2 separate regions of the Bactrocera dorsalis genome follow, and region 2 is linked to region 1. Evidence: chromatin contacts called from public Hi-C data. All regions are on one chromosome and are shown on one strand. The core of a region is the stretch at or near the end of the contact, and the rest is flanking DNA. Distances in the headings are between cores, read along the strand shown.

Region 1 (4,571 bases), core at 124-2,623:
GGCGTCCACTGCGCGGTTTATTTTCGTTGGAACCATTATTTTTAAAGTTTTTTAGAATTGTCTGTACTGTTGCTCGACTCAAGTTTAAAATTTTAGAAATTTCACCATATGATTTTTTTTCTTTTCTTTCTTTTATCACCAAATTTCTTACATCAATTGATATTTCATTTCGCGGAGCCATTATAGCTATTGAAATGTTTAAACCACAACTAAATTCAATAAATATCAAACAATAATCATATTGAAATGAAAGAAAAAGTCTAACGTTACCTTACTGTTAATATTACAATGTAAAAAGTAGGAGATTTGAACTGTATGTAGACTTTTGTCAAAGCAATTTTTGAGTTTTTCTTCCATAAATTTGTTGTTTTATGTTAAATAATGAATTTTTTTAGTTAATTGTTATTATAATAAATATTAGAATAAAACTGTATAAATACATTTTTCTAAAAACTTTTTGTACTCTCATATCAATGGAAATAGGGGGTGTATGTAGACTTTTGTCCGCCACTGTATATCTCTTCATTTAGACATAGCGGAAGCTTGCTTTTAAAGACGAATATATTTCAGTATCCAAGGATATCTCACTCCATACAATTTTTATCGTTACTATAAGGGACTCCCATCGAATTGACGGTCTGACTCATAAAACTTGAGGGGCACCCAGTTTCATTGTATTAAAGTCAGGAGAATACTATAAGGTGGCCACAAATTCAGATTTTGAGCTGTAATCCAAGATTTTATTATCCTTGCGATTAGAGCGTTATTCTATTGTTATGTCCAAAGAATGGGTCCAAAAATATTGGAAAAATGAGAAAATGCAGACTCTAGTGTTTGTACAATAGGGTGCTTCAAAATTTTTTTTTTCAACTCTTACCCCCTCAAATGTTAGTGATTGACGAATAAAAAATCCTCCCACAAGCCAGGCGCTGTAGCTTAACTCTTAGGGGTCGCTATTATTTTTGTAGGTTCTCACACATTTAACGTAAGAATTTTCGTTTTTTCATTAAAACTAAAATTTCACCAACTAATTTTCGTTTCTCAGAAATAACCAACATACTGATCTCCAGGTGAAACATTTTTTTATTTTATAAATATCGATTTTTACAAATAAATATTTTCAACGTATGCCCATTGGACGCAAGTTCATTTACATTCACACTTCACATATGTATGTATATTTGCAGGTTATGATTTTTAAATTCTCATTTTGCTAACCATAAGCAACGCCACTGAAGGTCAGCCTCCTGAATTAAACGCTTTGTCGTTGTTTGTTTTTCTCATTTTCTAGTTAATAGCTTTGTTATACACCCCTCTCCCGGAGGTGAGCTAGCCAGCGACTACAGCTACAACTACACTTTGACCACACAAGCGAACACGTCTGTGATGTCATAATTTCTGTGCTTAACGATTGCGAAACGTGCTTTAGTCGTTTGCTTTTGTTTTAGTTGTTGGAGTTTTTGTATTCACTATATTATTATTATTGCTTAATATGCTTCTCTCATTTTTATTGCTTACTGGGCTCATATTACACACCAATTATACCCGTAGGACCGTCTTACCGTCTAGTAGCAGCTTTGAGGTTATGTTGTCGAAGGAACAAAAAGGGGCACGTCTGCACTCGTGCGACTTGAACTCTGCTTATTAGCGAAGTAATTAACCGCAAAGCGTTCAGAAAATAGTTTGCATATTTCACATGAGCATATGCAAATCATAAAGCAATATTTACATAGTATTTGTACATATGTATTGTGTATATTGGTATCCATTGTGCGCTTATTTAGGCGCGTCTGTAAGTCATAAATGCTGATCCACACATATTTACACATTTTATATTGCTCTCGACGTCGTGTTGACTGACTGACTTGCTTATTATAATTTTATTAATATACAAACCCGCATGCATTGCATATTTTTATTTTTTATTTTCTCGCTCAGCTCTTTTCCAAGGTTGTTTTTTTCGCAGTTGTTTTGTTGTTTTCGCTGTCAAGTTCAATGTCAGATCATTGCTGAGAATATGAATGCGCTCCACGTGTTGGGATTTTCGTATGACTCAGTGTTGCCAGAGGTGTTGTAATAATGTTTACATTGACACTCCTTACATGATGTGTAACGAACATCACATAACGGGAAAAACTAGGTATTTTTTCGGCGAATAATGATGAGCTTTAACTATAGTTTTAATGTGACATTCATTTCTATTAATTGTCATATTTGTTTGTTGTAATAGTTCCGTAGTCAATGAAATATTTTTATGTCCCGGACGTATGAGTCAGCGTTCCAAAGGTGTTGTATTAATGATTGTATTGAATTTGTTCTCCAACGAAGATCTTATTATACCTGTTTTTCGAGGAAAAATAATGAGTTGGAAATGAGTTAATTATAATATTTTCCATAGTCAATGAAATATGTCCTTAACTTTCTATTTGCGTAGAGAGTAGCCCATCTTAGTTATGACAAATGTATGGGTTTTCCTGCTTTTTTCAGATAGTAAGAACCACAAAGCTTTCTTCGAAATTATTACAACTGACTTCTATTCGCTATAATCACATTTGCAGTAGTACAAGGTGCGTTCCAAAGTAAATAGGACTTAAAAAAAAAAAACAGAGCAAACGGATTTCGGCAAAATCTATTTGCCGAAATCTAAAATAGTCTCCTTCTGCTTCAATACAGCTTTTTGCACGGTCCAAAAGCATGTCGAACGAGTGTTTTAGCTCGTTGGCCGGTATGACCGCTAGTATGCCGGTGCAAACGTTTTGAATGGCTCCTACGTCTGCTAGCGTGTCCTTCGAGTGTTAGATTCTGAGCAATTTTTGGGCGTCAGTCAATTTGTGCGGAACAAACCGTGCACACACCTTTCGTAAGCCCAAATGTTCGGTCAAAATGCGATAAATCGATGTTTTGGAGATGTTCAATTTCATTTCCATGAATTTCAATGATGATTTCGGCTGATTTTTGATGAATTCACGCACAGTTTCGATGGAATTTCCGGTGATCAAGGATTTTGATTAGCCCACATGTAGATCGTTATTTTGTTCGTTACCACTTTGAAAACGTTGAAACCACTCGTGGACTCTGCTACGGGATAGGCAATCATCGCCATAAACTTGTTTCATCAATTGAAACGTTTCGATAATAGTTTTACCAATTCTAAAACAAAATTTAATGTTGTCTCTTTGTTCGAAGCTCATAATGGTAATAAGAAATTTCGTAACCCGACGTTCTCCATAGCCCGAACTCTTGAATAGCACTTAGAAATTAAATTTCATACAAATTACCTTCCATAACTAGAACTTCCTTAACTCAAAGTTCTCCATAACCCAAAGTCGTGAATTGGCAATAAAAGTTAAATTTCATACAAATTTCCTTCCATAATTCGAACTTTTAAATAGGCACGTGATCCTCGTATTTTTCGGAGAAATCCCACTTTGTAAACAGCTGCTCACGTAGAAGTGCCCGCGCTTATTTATCCTTTCAAATGTTACTATTATAGATTACATTGAAGTGGACAATAAGATTTGCTCAGTCAGATTTTCAGCAGATGATATATGTAGATGGTGTTTCGAGTTAGGAAAGTTCAACTGTATATTGTTAGAACGATGAATTTTAAAGATTTCTTTATTAGAATCCGGATTTAGGTTGGATGTAAATATGAGATATTCTATATAATCAATATTTCAAAACTTCGCGACTAAGGAGCAATCTAAGTCTCTATTATTGAGTTGAAGAGTTATTTTACAATATTTTTCGATATTATTTCAAATCTGCAGTAATCCTCTATATAATTTGGGAAAAGTTCTCTGTTGCTACAAGAAAATTGAAAAGGTCCCAATTTTTTAGCTTGCATAAGCATAGAAAGTTGTTGGTAATGCCTTCAATAACTGATTGGAGAATAAAGGAACATGAGCTCCTAGTCTTAATTGAAAGTTAAGAGCAGCAATGGTTCGTGAAGAACCAACTTATAAAATTATTTTAAAAAAATCAAGCAGTTAGCTCGAGATAAGGTGAAACTATTCCAAAGCCTTTCAAAAATTGAAATTTAAGCGTGGAAGAAAGTATTTGCTAAAAGCAATCTGGGATAGTTCGTCCATCCGAGACTTATCTGCGAACAAATATTTTTTGGACTTTCCCTTTTATGTCTAAGAACAAAGGTTTTCTAAAGTTTCTATTGTTGTAGCAATAATTAATTATTTTCCGTCTTTTGTGCCTTGAACGGTTGTATTTTGTGACTTCACTTCTTCTTGTGTTTTTAATGTCTGTTTTATATATTTACTTCTGTTTGTACATATACATATACATACATAGGTGGAAGCTTACTTAATCACAAACCTATGTTAGAATTTGTTTACATACTTACATATTTTTCCGTTAAAATGCGCAGATATTTAATACGATTTTTATAGGGCACAAGCCAAGTCTCCCGTAGACTACGAAAAGCATGCTACACATACACAGACACACCTATATACGAGTACGAATAAATGTGTTTCAATGCTATCAGATTGCGTGATAATACGAGCGCGTGTGATTTTTTTTCAGTCTTAGAGCGTTTAGAAAATCAATAACAACCC
Region 2 (4,745 bases), core at 1,598-4,097, 90 kb before region 1:
CCGAAACATCGCTATGAGTTGTCGCTCAAAAGTAAAAGATATCTGACACATCCAGCAAGCTTGTAAAAATATTTGTATTGCCCCCAAGAGCTTAAAATATAGTAATTTTTATGAATGATTTGTTGCTTTTTCATTTAATTTTGTTTAGCTTCGCAGATTAAAATAGATTTAATTCAATTGGTTGACTATTGTTGTAGCATGAACAGCGCGCCATTGTTGACACTGTGGTATGTATACCCCTGTCTTTTACAGCTTACAATCCTATAAATGTTTACTTGAGATATATTGTGATTTGTGTGCTGGAGTTTACCGGCTTGACGTCCAACCAATTGTAAGTTGGTTATGTAGGCAAAAGTATTTTCCATTTCAATCAGACGATTTCTACAGTAGGCATATTTACGTACATACACATGTATGTTGAAATGTGTTAGCCACCAGTGGCCTGTAGATTGTCTTTAATTGATTTGGAATGCATGTAAACTTTCTTTGTCGCAACTTTCTTCTTAATATTTAATTGAGTCTAATTGAATTTACTGTTATTTCTAGTATTATGTGCATATTTAGTAAGGATTATATTTGGGTAAAATTTAGTCACCAAATTTTCCGCGCCGCGCTTCAAAAAAAATAACCATGGCAGCACTTTTCTCATTGTGCAAATGCAGAGAATTGTAACTAAAATAAAATAATTAAAATAAAGCTTTATTTACAACAAATATTAAAAAAATGAATATGCAGAAACGTTATAGTGAAGTGTTAGTAAGTGAAAAGTGCATAATATAAGAGAAAAAGCTACTCACAATACACAAATTATCAATGTAAAAGTTGTCAATTTTTCAACTTTAAATGCGAATATCTCGAAAACTATAAGTCAGCGGCAACTATATATATATATTTTCGTGATCTGGAGAACGTCACCTTTCCATTGATACCCATTTTATTCCCGAAATCCGGGGATGCTATTCTAAATCCCAGCCTTATATTTTTCCACAGCGGACAAGTTATTTCGCAAATATAATTTATCCGTTAAAATTATATATTAATATAATTAATGCATTACCAAATTTACGCTATTGGCACACCCTTCATTATCAATTTTTTCTGAAGCCCACTGCACACACAGTATGCAGCGTATATACAGCGTATGCTTAGATGTCACCAAATTAAACGCTTACTACTTTATTGATGCACCTGATAAAGGCATTCATAATTATTTCCAGGTAGATAATTCATTAAATATTATTGTTTCAAATGTAAGTACGAGAAGTAAAAATCAACCAACAAAGTTCTTTATATTTTCGTCCTGTGCTAAAGCAGATGAGATTTTGATGTTGGCGTACATTACAATTACAGTTCATAATTTCCTCTAATTACATTAGATTATTTTCATACATTCTATATTTTTGAGTTTCTTAATAATAGTTTATGCAATATTTTTCCAGCTTCCTTACCCCTTTATTTTTGTTTGTCTTCCATTTATTTTTCTCGCATTCCGTTTTGTTTTGATTTCTTTAGCAGTTTTCCCTTGCAACAACCGACACTCCTTTTTTTACCAGGTAATTCACTTCTTTGTTATTTGTTTAGACAAAACCAAGTTGTCTACTTATAAGATAATATTTTATTAGAAATATATTGAAATTAATGTATCTAACTCAGTTTTTCTGACTCTTTTACACTTCGACGAGAGATACAAAATAAACTGTGTGCTCAATTTTCTCTCATTTTCTTTTCTTCTTTTCCGCTTAGTCTGCGGTTGTTTTATTTTACTTTTTTTTGTAGCTTACACGCCACAAAATTGATTTATATTTTTAATCTTGGCATTGAAAATTACACAAATCAATCACAAAATTAACTTCTTCAAGCTAATCGTTAACCTTAAACAAACCCAACATTGTAAATAAAACGCCGAATAAAAGTTTTTGAATCAAATACACGATACAGGAAAATTAAACGAACACATCTGCCTATAAACACACGATAACAATTTTATCTTAAACCAATTACACTCTGCACGTTTTTGCAACTGTGAATGTATAATTTACTTTTATTTAAATAACACTTTTCTCTTTTATTTTGTTTAAAAAATTCTCTACTGATCAGACACTACAAAATTTCTGCACTTCCAAATCGGACTGAATCTACGGCGACTCTGTTCGTAAAATCCACAACAAAATCAAACTGCAACAATTAACAATGTTGTCATGTTTAGTTGTCTTCGCCATAAAGGGCGTTACCAATGAGATTTGGAAGGAAAATGTTTTCTTTCTTTAAAACACATTTCACAAATAACATTACGCTTTTTAATAATTTATTAATAATAACTATTTTAATATTAATGTTTATAAATTTAGAATTAAAATTAAATAAATTCAATTTTTCAATTTATAACCACAACACTGTTTAACTCTGGGATGCCACAGCTTTTAAGGAATTACAGTGCCATCTTACGGCAAGTAGTGAGCTACTTCTGTTTGACTCGAGTCCGCTAAACAGAAAACTACAATTTAGTATTCAAAAAGATTTGATTTATCATACGACCAGATTATAAGAATAAATAGAGTAAGCGCATATGTTGTTCATTAATATTCTCTACTCAAAGCTCTTGGTGAAATACTTTATTATTGTAAGGACTGAAATTTGTTACAATCACAGCAAAAATCCTACGAAATTCCTCAATTCATTGCCAACGCCCATGACGAGAAAATCCGCCAATAAATGCCTCAATTGAACGTTCGTTAAGTTGATAGAATATTTGACAGCTATTTCAAAATGGCCGACACCCAATTCAGCGTCGCCATGACGCATTCAGCGCAAGGTGCGAAGCTATAGGAACATTCAGTACTGTGGAACAGTCGGGTGGCTGAGAACGTGAAAAGTTGATTTATTTCAGTTCCTTCTTCAATTGCCAGTGAGCCAGACGATTAAATTGAAAAGGGGGGAAATGGCGCAAACTGTTAATAGAACGTGTGGAGGATTGAAATTATGCTACAAATTTGAACAGAGCAGTGAAAATAATTAATTTTAGAAAAAATCAGATTGATTTGAAGGTGCTCTGTTAAAAGGGTGTAATTTATAAACAAGAGTAAAGTGAAAAAGGAATATTGTGTAGAGCCGAAATGAGCATCGATTGAAATACATAGATGAAGAAAGAAGTATGAATGAAAAACCGAATGTGTTGAGCGAAGAAAATTAGTAAAGTGACGATTATGAGTTTATAAAAAGTGTTAAAGTAAAAGTGGAATAAAAATTATTAAAGTATAAAAATGAAAAATACATAATTGAAAAGTTAAGTGTGTAAAGTGTGAACCAAAAATTATTTCAACGTATTGAACCGAAGAAGGGTATGCAATGGAAGAGAAGAGAAGGCGAAAAGTGCAAAACGTATGTGAGAAGAATGCAAACGTTGAAAAAATTAAAAGCCTGAAGAAACAACAATAATAAAAACAACTCGAAGCAGCAAACAAAAAGCAAAAAGTAAAAAAACCGAATCAATGAAATAAAACAGCAGAAATAGCAACTGCAACAACAACTACCGCGATTAAGACAACCGACTACACTGACGCCGACGTTGACGCTGACTGCAGCATATATTGAGCTAGACGGTGCGACTGAAGACGTCAAGACTTTGTAAAGTTGATAGCAGTCTTTCAATACATACAAAAATAGCTGATGGTGACGAAAAATAGAATGTAGAAATCAGAAGTTAGAGGAAGCGATAGAGGGATGGAAATGTATTAAATAAGTGGACACACCGACGAGGCAAATGAAAGCGAGCAGTTAATTTTATTTATTTTTTTCATTAATTTTAATTTACATGCGTACGTGTGTGTGTATACTAGTGAGGGACAAAACAAAACAGCCAAAAAAAGTTTAAATAAGGTATAAAAACGTAAAAACGGGTGGTTTTATAAGTATATAAAATATGTACATATCTACGAAAATTCGTCGAAAGCAAAGCAGAGTGGAGTCGGAACAACTGTTATACAATAAAGATACGATAAGTTGCAATAAGCATTTGTTTGTGAACAACTTTATTTTAATAAATTTTTGTAACATAGTTTGAACGTTTTCTTTTACGTATAGCAATAAAGACATTAAATTAATGAATATATGTAATTATTGCGTAAATTGAAATCAGTTGTTAAATAGGCGAAAAAAACAGAGGTGAAAATTTTACCTGCTTATGACAAACTTGTTAAATGTGTTTGTATCGCGGATTCAAGGCATTATAATGTCCTTAAATATAAAATTTGGAATACGTGCGCGAAAATAATAAAGAGAAATTTTGACAAAGTTAATATAAAACCATTATATATGATATGTTGCTGTTTTACTAACTAAAGCAATTAAAATTATTTAGCAGATAAAAATTAGAAAATTAATTTGACGAAACAACAACAAATGTCATAAAAGACTCAACTGTAGACAATTAATATAATAATAATAATTTAAATTTACGGTTTCATGAATTGAATAGAGAAATGTCTTCCCCGCAAAAATATCGTAAGTGCTAACACTCGTATTATAACCGAGACAGATTGTTTACAGTTTAGACATATGTAATTAGCATTGAAATAAGAAAAAATTTTTATTACAAAATACCAATATTATACTCGTGAAAACGTGAGAAAGTTTACGTTCGCCGGTTTTAAAGCATAAAAACTCTACCGAGTATAGTGGAAGAAAAGTGGTCGCCGTCGTCAACATAGAGATTTAAATCAATCGAATAAGGTGTGTATAATTGTCCT

What was found. Hi-C and Micro-C count contacts between places; a contact is called where the count stands out from the background.
Region 2: a contact with region 1 is called in a Hi-C map of whole body, with 5 times the contacts expected there. The contact joins the promoter of LOC105228542 here to the enhancer-like site in region 1. A contact is called at or near these places in 2 of 2 Hi-C or Micro-C datasets (both in whole body).

What each region holds. Positions count from the first base shown.
Region 1 is chr2:84,436,328-84,440,898 of ASM2337382v1, reverse strand. The region is part of intron 2 of LOC105228542 (histone-lysine N-methyltransferase, H3 lysine-79 specific); the gene reads left to right. Among protein-coding and RNA genes, the nearest start is that of LOC105228543, 51 kb to the right of the region's middle. Within about 2 kb of position 1,373, the one cell type or tissue checked has open chromatin away from gene starts, as enhancers often do.
Region 2 is chr2:84,527,720-84,532,464 of ASM2337382v1, reverse strand. LOC105228542 (histone-lysine N-methyltransferase, H3 lysine-79 specific) reads left to right here and starts at 2,847. Exons shown (of 6, transcript XM_049449086.1): 1 at 2,847-4,728. LOC105228541 (transmembrane and coiled-coil domains protein 2) reads right to left here and starts at 2,156. Exons shown (of 13, transcript XM_049449098.1): 1 at 1,449-2,156.